Regions from separate parts of the Mus musculus genome. Here all the other regions are linked to region 1. A link is a contact called in public Hi-C and HiChIP or PLAC-seq data. All regions are on one chromosome and are shown on one strand. The core of a region is the stretch at or near the end of the contact, and the rest is flanking DNA. Distances in the headings are between cores, read along the strand shown. Region 1 overlaps Gm33370 (predicted gene, 33370). Region 2 overlaps Bmp2k (BMP2 inducible kinase). Region 3 holds the start of Paqr3 (progestin and adipoQ receptor family member III).

Region 1 (3,895 bases), core at 331-2,830:
CTCATGCAAACTGGAATCAGCCTTTCTCAGACTTATGATTAGGTGGGAAGAAAGGAGAAAAAGAAACAAGGAAGATTCTTTTAGAAATAAGCAATCAACAACATTCATCGTGTTCAGAACTTGTAAAACCTTTAGTGCTCTATTCTAATGGTGGTTTGACATCAAAACTTTTCATCATTAACACAGTTCCATCTTCAGAGACTTTAGTCATTTTCCTAATTACAGGAGAATGTCTCCAGAAGTATTTAGAACACAGCAAAAGAAAAAGAAAGTCAATTAACACAGGCTTCTATTTTATATATACTTTAGCAACAAAAGAAATTTCAATTTATGCCTAAAAATAACATACCACACTCCCTTCTGGAGAGGCAACAGTAGTGAGTGGACTCTATTGCAAGAGCCAATGTCAGAGAGGAGCCTGTCACCACACAGGGTTTTGGTTCCTTCTCTATCCCCTCCCCCACTTAGAAGTCACCCTTCAGCATTATGCCCATGTGTACTTGCCAACTTTCTGCATCATGACACAAAGACATTGCTGGTTAGGATCATTGTGGCCGGGAGAAAGGCAGGCGTGAAGCCAGCTGGGCTTCCACGAAATGCACACTGTTTGCGGAATGGCCACTCTGTTTTGAAAGCTCCCTTTATGAAAGGCTAGCATAAAGTCAACAGCCCACGGTCACTCAAATCTGTGCTTTGGTTTCATTGCCTCAGCCCACCACTTCCCTACCCAGGAGAACTATAGTTAAGTTGTGTTTTTAAATATGTCCCCAGGGGAGTGTTGAGTAAGATGAAAAACATGCCGGGTCAACGATAAATCATTTCGGGAAAAGGGGGCACTTCAGGAAAATTAAACAAAGCAGAGAAAAGCCTTAGCTTGCAGTTTGTTGTTACAGAATTTGAGTGACGCTTCTCCACGCTCAGACCAATACTAAACAGGAAGCTCTGAACAGGAAGAAGAAAAAAAAATCCTCCAGCCCAGAGTACAGACAAGAACAGACAATGGTACAATCATTGTCCTTTTAAACAAAACCATGGTGTCTAGTTCTTTAACCCTTTCTACTTAACCTGATGATTGGGAGAAGAATGTCTACAATGACAACCGGGTAACTCTAAAAACCCTACAAGGCTGGAATACAACGTTTCAAAAGTATTAAAAAACTCAGCTACTTCCCCAAATAGCTCCCATCCTTTGTGCCCTGGCGACAATGTGCAGGTAAATTGCTCTCCCTGGAATCTTTGCAGACGAGAAGGTATACAGGAAAACAATGTGCACAGCTCCTTCAGCCAACATTTAGAAATACATTCTGAGGGGACCCTCGTGGTTTTAGATTGGTGAATTGTATTGTGGCCTTTCTATTTTTATTTGGTGCACAATCCTAACACTCAGTTGTCTACTAATTGCGACTGTCATATCGTCCCACAACAGTGTCAGCCCAAATTCATTAGCTGAGCTCATCTCTGGCTGCCTCCATAGCAACTAGCTGAGGATGTTAAGGGATTTCCCCAGGAGCCCGGGCTGAACAAAAACACGTTGTCGTTTCTTTCATTTTTAGCTCTTGTCTACCCCAAGAGGAACTGGATAGAATTGAGAAAATATTTTTCATCTTGAAACACAACTAACCAACCAGGTCAAAGGCCAGGTCTGGTTCTTAGATGCCCTACTGACATCATCTTCCGTTGAAGGCTGAATACCTTACCTATCATTTGCCTCAAATAAATGACTCTGTTCTCTCAACTTATGTTTCATACTTCCTAAAATTGACATTGCTAGGATGAATATGTTCCTTTTTAAAAAAGATATTTTTTAATTCTTTCAGAATTTTATACGATGTGTTTTTGTTGTATTGACCCTTCCCAGCTTCTATATCCACTCTCTCTACTCTAACCTTCTGTGATGGTTTGTATGTGCTTGGCCCAGGGAGTGGCACAATTAGAAGGTGTGGCCTTGTTGGAGTGGGCGTGGCAATGTAGGTGTGGGCTTTAAGACCCTCATCCTAGCTGTATGGAAACCAGTCTTCTAATGGCCTTCAGATGAAGATGTAGAACTCTCAGCTACTTCTGCACCATGCCTGGATGCTGCCATGTTCCTGCCTTGATGATAATAGACTGAACCACTAGACCTGTAAGCCAGCCCCAATTAGATGTTGTCCTTATAAGAGTTGCCTTGGTCATGACATCTGTTCACAGCAGTAAAACCCTAACTAAGACACCTCCCTACCTATGTAACTTTTGAACCCATTCCTCAACCACACTGAGTCAACTGCTCTTGGGAGAGAGGCCTGCCCTGGAATTTGGTCCACCTACCTGAAGTGATGTGATTAAAGAGAGTTCACTCTCCCTCTCCTTGAAGCTCATAGCTCTTCAGCTAGTGGCAGATTTCCTCCTGACAACCTACCCACCTTCATGCTGGGATTGGATTGTGTTTGGCTGGAGGTTGCACGGGTCTTGTGCACATTGTCACAGCCCGTCTGAACTCATGTGTGCACCTGCCCTGTCATTTATGGAAAACAGTGTTTCCTGAAGTCATGTTCTACCTCTGGCTCTCAGTCCTTCAACTCCATCATTAGTCTACTTCCCTGAGCCATGGTGGGAGGGGATGATATAGATTTCCCATTTAGGGCTGATCACTCCACACAGTCTCTCACTCTTTTCCCATTGACCACTTCTGGGTCTCTATCAATCATTGTCTGACTATAGGAAGCTTCTCTGGCGGGAGTTGAGAGGTGCTCCAATCTGTAGGCACGGCAGCAAGTCATGGGGAATGTTTTGAATACTCAGTTATTCAGTCCACTTGACAGAATAATAATCATAGGTTCTCTCCTAGGGCCCATAATCTACCTAGTCATAGCTTCTTGGCCCTGTTACTAGTGCCAGGAATGAGTTCCATCTCACTGGGGGGGGGGGGATGGAGGGGGGCTGTCTTAGATCCAATCAGAAACTGATTGGTTGTGAATACATTTTTTTAGATCACATAAGGAATTTTTTAGATCACATAAGGAATTAGAACACATAAGGAATCACATAATACATTTTTTAGATCACATAAGGAAGGTAAGCACGGATGTATGATTATACCACATATTTAACACTCTCATTAATATAAAAATTTATTAAGAATAGTTAAAAAAGTTAATGTCCCCTTAGGGCATTAACTAGTACCATAAGGGAAGCTGAGGGCAGTGACTTTCATCACCTGTTGTGAGTCCTTCCAGCTCTTGGTGGCTATGACTTCATGAATATACAGGTTCCAGTTGGTTGCTCATCATGATGGTTGAGGAGATCAGTTTGCATTACCAGAGTGCATAGAGCAAGCAGGATTCTTCCCAACTTCATAACAGACCTGCACAAGCAACTCTAAAAGACCAAGTTCTTGATTCTTGGTAACCTAACACTATCCGACAACTGTTTCCAGATAAGGAGATCCCACAACAGTATATGGTATGGTTTATTTAGCGTGTTTAGAGGGAAGTCATTATCTTCACTCTGTGTTGGAATGGAACCTATTATTCCTGTCATCTGTCACCTGTCTGTGTGTTTAATTATGCATGTGCTCGACTTTGTAGAGGATGACAACAGTGGTACTTTTCCTTGTGTTAGACAGAAGTCAAGTATTAGAGGAGAAAACCATGAAGCTCCTTCTTAGAAATACTATAGACCACAACACAACAGAGAGACCAAAGGAGTTTCCTGCTGTTCATCTTAAGCATGGTGGTTAGGCGCTGCCTCTTTTTAGACTCTTGTCTAACTGGATCCAATCCAAGAGATGTCCTATTTGCTGCAACAAGAGAAAGTGGGTGTCCTTACTCCTGCTGATTTCACCACACTGCTGTGTGTGTGTGTGTGTGTGTGTGTGTGTAGACCACAAATAGATATTTTGTGTCTTCCTCAATCACTG
Region 2 (3,799 bases), core at 160-2,659, 140 kb before region 1:
TCCCACCACACCGTGCACCACCTCACACCCAGGCTGGGTTGCGGAAGCACACTGCCATGCCCATCTGTCTTTACTGAGGGGGCAGGGATCTCCACCTGGGTGCTCATGCCTGCACAGCGAGCACGTTACTGACCGAGCCATGTAGCCAGGCTTTCCTTAAAGCACTGGGCTCTGTGCTTTACGATGGTCAATTAAATTTATTTATACTCCAAGGCAAACAAACCTTATCGAAAGGTCAGAATTGCAAAGGCTAATTACCTTTGGGTTTGTGGTTGCTGAACTCCCCAGGAGCAGGGACTTTGACAGGCGTTGCTGAACTCTGAATGGTCAGCACACTGGAAGTGGCAGCAGTGGAATTGGCCTTTGGTCTTTGTCTTGGTGCAATTGAGGTTTCTGTTGGTCCAATGGTATCTGTTATTCTATAATAGAAAAATATAATTCATTCCAAATAATGAAATTATCTCTAAATTACTATTCATTCTACAAAATACAGACACAGTTGATTATTACAGATGACCACATCAGTCATCTGGTTTCCTTCTAAGTATCCACCTCAGAATATCAGCTCAATAAAGCTAATAAAGAAAACAATACAGGCAGCCATAGCTGTTGAAACGTCAGCCTGCCAAGCTGGAAGTACAGGAGACTTAAGGGACAGCATTACGACTGAGAGTGCACAGAGAGCAATGTTCTCACAGGGTTTTGTACAAAACCCAGATCCAGTTCTTTAAAAAGACACAAGAAATAATCCCCCTCACTTGGACTCAAGAGAAAGAAAATGCTGTCTGTCTCCTAGAGCAGGTAAAACCAGAGAAGCCAGTGCTTGCCAAGTCAGGCTGCCTGCTCACCCAACCTTTGTTGTCCTAGAACACTGAATGGCAATCAGGAGAAATGTCTGACTGGGACTCCGCATAAGCCCCAAATGCACACAGCAGAACAGCAAGCACAATTTTGAAAACAAGGATTAGCAGACATAAGTGACATTTCAAAACAACAATAAAAATAGGTAAATTTATTTTTAGCATTCATACATGCACACAATGTATCTGAAACAAATCCAATCCCCAAATCTCTCCCCTCCAACTTCCTCCTTATTTCCCTCAAAACTTGCCCCTCACAACTTCATGAGATCTTTTGTTTGTTTGTTTGTTTTTGATACCCACTCAGTCCATTTAGTACTGCCAGTATGTGCATGAGTGTGGGACCAATATAATCTGAAAATTACATATTTTTTCAACTTTGCTTTCTATACTTATAAACTCTATAAAACATTAATAAATCTCTCCTATATTTTTAGTGACTTCACTTAATATGATTTCAAATGATTTAACAACTAACACTGTATATGCCTGATTTATCATGCCCACAGTTCCTGCAGCACACACTACCCCTCTTTCATAATACCTCTATGTACCACTAGAGGGAGCCCCCCAACACTTATCTTTCTAAAAGGAAAGTAACAAAAAACTGCATGACAACATTTCAGAAAATTCCGGTTGGTACCTTAAAGGAATTCAGTAGGTGATAAAAAGAAAGACAGGAAGTAATATAGAAGGGGGTTGTTTGGGAAGAGGAAGTGAAGGGGGGCAGTGGGAGGAGACAAGAATGGTAAGGGAAGCACACATGATCAAAAGCTATTATGGTGCATGAAGTTATTAAAAAAAAAAACTTTGGAAGGCAATTTTTTTTCCAGAAAATTGTATAAGCATATTGTAGGTATGAGGTCTCCTAATAATAACAGGGGAGATGACCAGATGACCAGAGTGGTATGGTACAAGCTGTCTAAAAATGTAATGAAGTCGGCAAGATCATTTACATAATAGCCAATCATAGTTCATTTTAATAATCAAGTTGCCTGCAAAAGCTTACTAATGGAGTAAATTACTGAAAAATAAGATTTCAAACTTGATTCTTTACCAAGCACACATACACACATAAATTCTACAAACTACATACACTAATGGCCTGTGACAATTATTTTTTCCTTCCTTAAATAGAAGTAATAGGCTTAATAGCTATTAACTCGCCTCTGCAGTTCCCTGAATTCAGACTAGCCAGAGTCAAAAATGACGACAGCCACATGTCCACAGAGACGGCCCCCTGCAACATCAACAGTCCTACAGTCCGGGTCGGTCCTCAGGCCCTCCCTGGTGAGCGGGCGCTCACAGGAGCCTGCTGTCAGGCCCTCTAGTGTACCTTTGAGCTTTTGTTTTTCCTCACCTACCATCTAAGCTCTAGCACCACAGACTGAACAACTCGGCATACTGGGTAAGTGGAGACAGTGTTTATGGAATGGAAACTACAGCCTTTCCTCTGACAAGATGCCCATCGGCCACAGCGCATCCCTGCCTACCTGGCTTTCATCTGGCTTTTCCTAGCAGCAGCTTCAGTAGCAGTCATCGGCTCGGGAAGAGTTGATGGAAGAAAAGAATTCTTGGAAGAAGAAAAAAAAAAGAACATGTTATGATCTTATGCTATAGATAGACTATTAAACTTTTAAAGCACTGCGTGAAATACTAGTATTCAGACATATTCCTCAGATTTACTCTGTAAATATCCCTTTACAGACATGTCATCTTCATATTGATGCCCACAGAAATCATTAGAAGATGATCACAGAATCACTGTATACACTATTCTTTTGGGTAAACCTTGAATTAAAAAAAATGATAACACATTTATAAATCAATGATATTTTGTACTTCAGAAACTAAGAAAACAACCAGGACAACAATCATGTTTCTAAGTACTACTCATAACTGTCATGAGGCTGTAAAGCCTGGAGGACAGTTCATCTTAAAGCCGTGTCTGTGTCAGTCTGGGTCACCATAAGCAGGAGCTGAACTGAAAGCTGAAGGCAGGTACACCTCAGGCAAAGGGACTCTCCCCACTGAGAGGTCAGAGCATCACACAGTCTAAGTAGGAGAGTGAGGTTACACCTGAAGGAACCAGGGCAAGTCAGACCAGAATGTCTACGGAATCAATGATAAGCTAGAAACCTTCGTTAACAGTAGCAGAAACGTGGCATGAGTAGTTCACGGCACTGTGCAGGAAGTGACTGCAAGTCAGAGCCTTACAGTCTGTGACTTTAAGGCCAGCCTAGTCTACAGAGTGAGTTCCAGGACAGCCAAGGCTATGGAGAGAGACTCTGTCTCAAAAAAACAAAAACAAAACAAACAAACAAACAAAAAACAACAAAACCCCCCCTAAATTTAAAAAATAGGAGGGGGAGAAGAAAGCAGGCAGGCAGGCAAGGAAGGAAGGAAGCATGCAAAAAGAGAGAGAAAAATCAAAATCTTTGAGTAAAATCAGTCATCCCCAAATGAGTGTCTTACTTGGCCTAGCCTCGGCTACTGGACTACACATTAATCATTATAATTGCTACCATAATTTTACAGCAGGAGAACAAGAGGCCACCATAAAGATATAAACTCAGCTACTGATAAGTGTAACTGAAGTCAGGTCTCTCCCTTTACAATGCCTCTGCTATTTACACTTCAAAGCCCCCCCTTTTTTTTAATTTAACACTGGACTTAGTATCTGCATACTATTTGACCACACCTTTTGTTTTTTTGGTTTTGTTTTTTGTTTTTTTTTAAGATTTATTTATTTATTATATGTAAGTACACTGTAGCCGTCCTCAGACACTCCAGAAGAGGGCATCAGATTTTGTTACGGAAGGTTGTGAGCCACCGCGTGGTTGCTGGGATTTGAACTCGGAACCTTCGGAAGAGCAATTGGTGCTCTTAACCACTGAGCCATCTCGCCAGCCCTGACCACACCTTTTGGTTAAAAAACA
Region 3 (3,585 bases), core at 888-3,387, 190 kb before region 1:
CTTACCCCACTTCCCTATTACAACCTAAAGTTAGATTCTCGATGAAACTTACTTCCTTATTATGCCCTAAAGTCAGATTCCTGCCTGAAGGCCATTTCCTTGTCATGCCCAATGTCAGACTCCTGCCAAGTGGCACCCCAAAAGGCTCTCTACAAGCTGCTATGAACATAGCGGAGCATGTGTCCTTGTGGTATGGTGGAGCATCTTTTGGGTATATGCCCAGGAGTGGTATAGCTGGGTCTTGGGGTAGTACTATTTCCAATTTTCTGGGAAACAGCCAGATTGATTTCCAGAGTGGTTGTATAAGTTCGCAACCCCTGCACCACTCGAGGAGTCTTCCTGTTCTCCACATCCTCACCAGCATCTGCTGTCACCTGAGTTTTTTATTTTAGCCATTCTGACTGGTGTGAGGTGGAATCTCAGGGTCGTTTTGATTTGCATTTCCCCAATGACTAAGGATGTTGAACATTTCATTAAGTACTTCTCAGTCACTCAAAGATTCCTTTGTTGAGAATTCTCTGTTTAGTTCTGTACCTCATTTTTAAAAAAATGGGCTATTTGGGTTTTGTTGTTGTTGTTTGGTTGGTTGGTTGGTTTTTTTGTTTTGTTTGGTTTTGGTTTGGTTTTTTTGGAGTCTAACTTCTTGAATTCTTTGTATATTTATATATTTTGGATATTAGCCCACTGTCTGATGAAGAGTTAGTGAAGATCTTTGCCCAGTCTGCCATTTTGTCCCATTGACAATGTCCTTTGCCTTACCAAAAAAAAAAGTTTTGTCCCACATTGCTGGACTTTTTTATCTGTTGATCTTTTGCTTGTATTATGGTTTCTGATTTTGTGTTTTTTATAGAGTTGTCTGTATTTGTGTGCTTCTATGTGTACATATCTCTGTACATTTGTGTTTATTGTGCTTTTCCTTTGTTTTATTTGTTTCATAGTTTTATTTTTAAACTACCTGTCTGTTTTCTAGAGAGAGGAAAAGGGCATGGAATTTCAATGGCGAGAAGGTAGGAGTGATTTGGAAGAAGATGGGGGAAAGAAAGCAGTGATCAGGATATATTATATGGAAAAACATTAAGTTTTATAAAGTATCATTGTATTCTATAAAAGAAAGAAATCTGAGTTAGACAGTTTGAACTAAAACAAAACGATTGGTGATATCCAGAATGAGTCTCTTTCCCGACTGATAAACTGTCCAACAATAAAATATTTATGGTCTTTTAATATATATATTTACATTTTCATGGTCTTCCCCTGAACTCAAAGATAATTACCAGATGACTCTCACTCAGTAGTGACTCACCTTGAAGACATGATCACATTTCTTACCTCTTATAAACGTACTTTAAAGATAAGTTTCAAGTTTAACCTTGCCATCATAAAATAATTCCTCAGTTCACACAGCTGTATCAGTGTATATAGGTAGATATTTATATGAATTACTATGATATGTGTCTTGTCCTAAATACGACCTTAACTTGTTAATAAATATAATATATAAAAAATCCTAATGTACCTAGTAGTCAAAAACAAACAAAACAAAACAAAAACAAAAAATCCACACCAAGGTCCCTTCTGTGTGTATCTCATCAACAATACACCATCCAGCTGTAAGTTAGCTTGAATTATTTACCTTTCTGTTACTCTCTTCTTGTTATTCAAAATACAGTAAATATCACTTCTAATGGAAAACAGAAAAAAAAGAATCACTTGGATTTGGTCGTACTTGGATTTGGATTTTTCACCTGAAGCTGAAGGGAGATGGGCGGACCTGATTGGAGTTAGGGGTGGGCCAGATAGGGGCGGGGCTAGGGGCGGGCAGAGCAGAAGGGCGGGGCTAGGGGCGGGCCGGATGGGGGCGGGACTAGGGGCGGCCCGGGTAGAAGGGCGGGACTAGCGGTGGACCGGCTAAGAGGGTTTGGCTAGGGGCGGGACACCCAGTAGGGCGGGGCCAGAGGTTGACTGGCTGGCGAAGGAGGAACTAGGGGGCTCTCCAGCCAGGTAAAGGACGGGGCGGCAGGCGGGTCCTGCTGGTAAAGCCCGAAGGAAGGGCGGGCCGCCAAGGCGAGGGGCGTGGAGAGGGCGGGGCTTTTCGGCGCGCTGACGTCAGACCAGGCTGCGACGCCGGCGGCCGTCCAGAGCTGAAGCGGCGGAGGTGTGTGTAGCGGAGCCGGGCCTGAGCAGACGCGGGCCGAAGCTCCTGGCTCAGCGGCGGCGGCTCCGGGGCGGGGGCGCCAGCGGCAAAGCCCCCTCCCCGGGGAGGCGGGGCCGGGCCGGCGCCTGGGAACCATGCATCAGAAGCTGCTGAAGAGTGCGCACTACATCGAGCTGGGCAGCTACCAATACTGGCCGGTCCTGGTACCCCGCGGCATCCGCCTCTACACCTATGAACAGATCCCGGTATCCCTCAAAGACAACCCCTACATCACCGACGGCTACCGGGCCTACCTTCCTTCCAGACTGTGTATCAAAAGGTACAGTGGCTGCTCCCTGCGGCGCATCCTCTCCTCTCACGCTTTTTGTCTGCTCTCCCCATCTTTCTCCGCTATTCTCTGTGCGCATCAATTCCTCACCTTTGGGCCCTTTATCTTTTTTCTGCTCTCTCTCCTCCGCGGGCCCTTGATCCACGAAATAACAATGATATTTACAGTGGTCATCGTTCCCTTCTCCATTGGCCCTTTGCTGTTTACAAAGCGCTTTTACATCCTTTTTTCCATTTGGTAATCACTGGGGATATGGGTTGGAATCTTCCCTACTGACAAAGGCCGAACCTTATTTGCTTTGTATACCTGAGCTGTGTTTCTAGGGCAGCTCTGTGGGGATTCAGAAGTGTTGGCCAGCTGAATGTCCATTCAATAGCAGACAGGTCCACATTGTTGTGCATATGTATGTGGGAAGCCCTGATTCATTCAATCATCTACCAAATGCGCATTGAGGCTCTGCTAGCTAATAGGCACTATACCAGTTGCAGAAGGCAGGCATGGTCCTCGTTCCCATGAAGCTGCTGAGGTCTAGCCTGAGTGGCAGACACTAAAGGGATAATTACACTATTACATAATAGTAATTGTGGAAAGTGCTGTGTAGGAGAAACCCTGTAGCAAAGAACTCTGAAAGGGGACAGCCAGACCAACAGAACACCTTAGAAGCCTCCAAACAACATGGGTTTGTTGATTTAGAGCTTTAAAATGAGAGTCTCAGAAGCTTCTGTTTAAAAAGAAAATTTTAAAAATGGCTTTGGTTTTCAGGGTAGTCTTCTGTCAGACCTCACTGTATGTACTAAAGTTTTTGCTCTATCAGAAGCATGGTGCAGCCCTCCAGGTCACTGGAGTGGCCATCTCTGCTTCCCACAGTGTGGGCTGTTGAATTGCCCAACTAGCAGCCACGTGTGCGTTTATTGATCTCTCCAGCACAGTCTTTCCCCATCCCATTTCTTTTTGTACTGCCTTGAAAGGATTTTTGTGGCCTTGTTTGAATGGATGACCAAGTGGATGTCACAATTTGAGTTTTAATTACTGCTTTATCTCCCCAGTGCTTCTGGTACATAATTAAGAAATCAGAGCTAGGCCCTGCTGTGGGGATGGAGGA

The links. A called contact is a pair of places that touch in the nucleus more often than the background predicts. HiChIP or PLAC-seq counts read pairs in DNA pulled down with a chosen protein or histone mark.
Region 2: an H3K27ac HiChIP or PLAC-seq map of regulatory T cells shows a contact between it and region 1, with 6 times the contacts expected there. The contact joins two enhancer-like sites. A contact is called at or near these places in 4 of 15 datasets of contacts at CTCF or cohesin (CD8 T cells, the NIH/3T3 cell line, large pre-B cells and 1 more), 53 of 484 Hi-C or Micro-C datasets (the AtT-20 cell line, B cells, the BV-2 cell line and 33 more), 22 of 115 datasets of contacts at active chromatin or transcription factors (the 230-238 cell line, CD8 T cells, the HPC-7 cell line and 16 more) and 1 of 9 other capture datasets (bone marrow-derived macrophages).
Region 3: a Hi-C map of Th1 cells shows a contact between it and region 1, with 2.3 times the contacts expected there. The contact joins the promoter of Paqr3 here to the enhancer-like site in region 1. A contact is called at or near these places in 2 of 39 promoter capture datasets (the C10 cell line and pre-B cells), 8 of 484 Hi-C or Micro-C datasets (CD4 T cells, CD8 T cells, Th1 cells and 4 more), 7 of 115 datasets of contacts at active chromatin or transcription factors (the 230-238 cell line, the HPC-7 cell line, effector CD8 T cells and 4 more) and 2 of 9 other capture datasets (adipose tissue and liver).

The regions. Positions count from the first base shown.
Region 1 is chr5:96,914,721-96,918,615 of GRCm38.p6, reverse strand. All of the region lies in intron 1 of Gm33370 (predicted gene, 33370), which reads left to right. Among named protein-coding and RNA genes, the nearest start is that of Gm8013, 4.6 kb to the left of the region's middle. Within about 2 kb of position 1,580, at least 116 of the 459 cell types and tissues checked have an H3K27ac peak or open chromatin away from gene starts, as enhancers often do. A contact at or near this core is called in the 230-238 cell line, CD8 T cells, Th1 cells and 13 more, where this site is marked.
Region 2 is chr5:97,053,486-97,057,284 of GRCm38.p6, reverse strand. Bmp2k (BMP2 inducible kinase) reads right to left here. Exons shown (of 16, transcript NM_080708.1): 9 at 2,354-2,433; 10 at 259-419. Among named protein-coding and RNA genes, the nearest start is that of Paqr3, 56 kb to the left of the region's middle. Within about 2 kb of position 1,409, at least 13 of the 459 cell types and tissues checked have an H3K27ac peak or open chromatin away from gene starts, as enhancers often do. A contact at or near this core is called in CD8 T cells, Th1 cells, Th17 cells and 5 more, where this site is marked.
Region 3 is chr5:97,110,148-97,113,732 of GRCm38.p6, reverse strand. Paqr3 (progestin and adipoQ receptor family member III) reads left to right here and starts at 2,137. Exons shown (of 7, transcript NM_001359910.1): 1 at 2,137-2,474. The coding sequence starts at 2,290.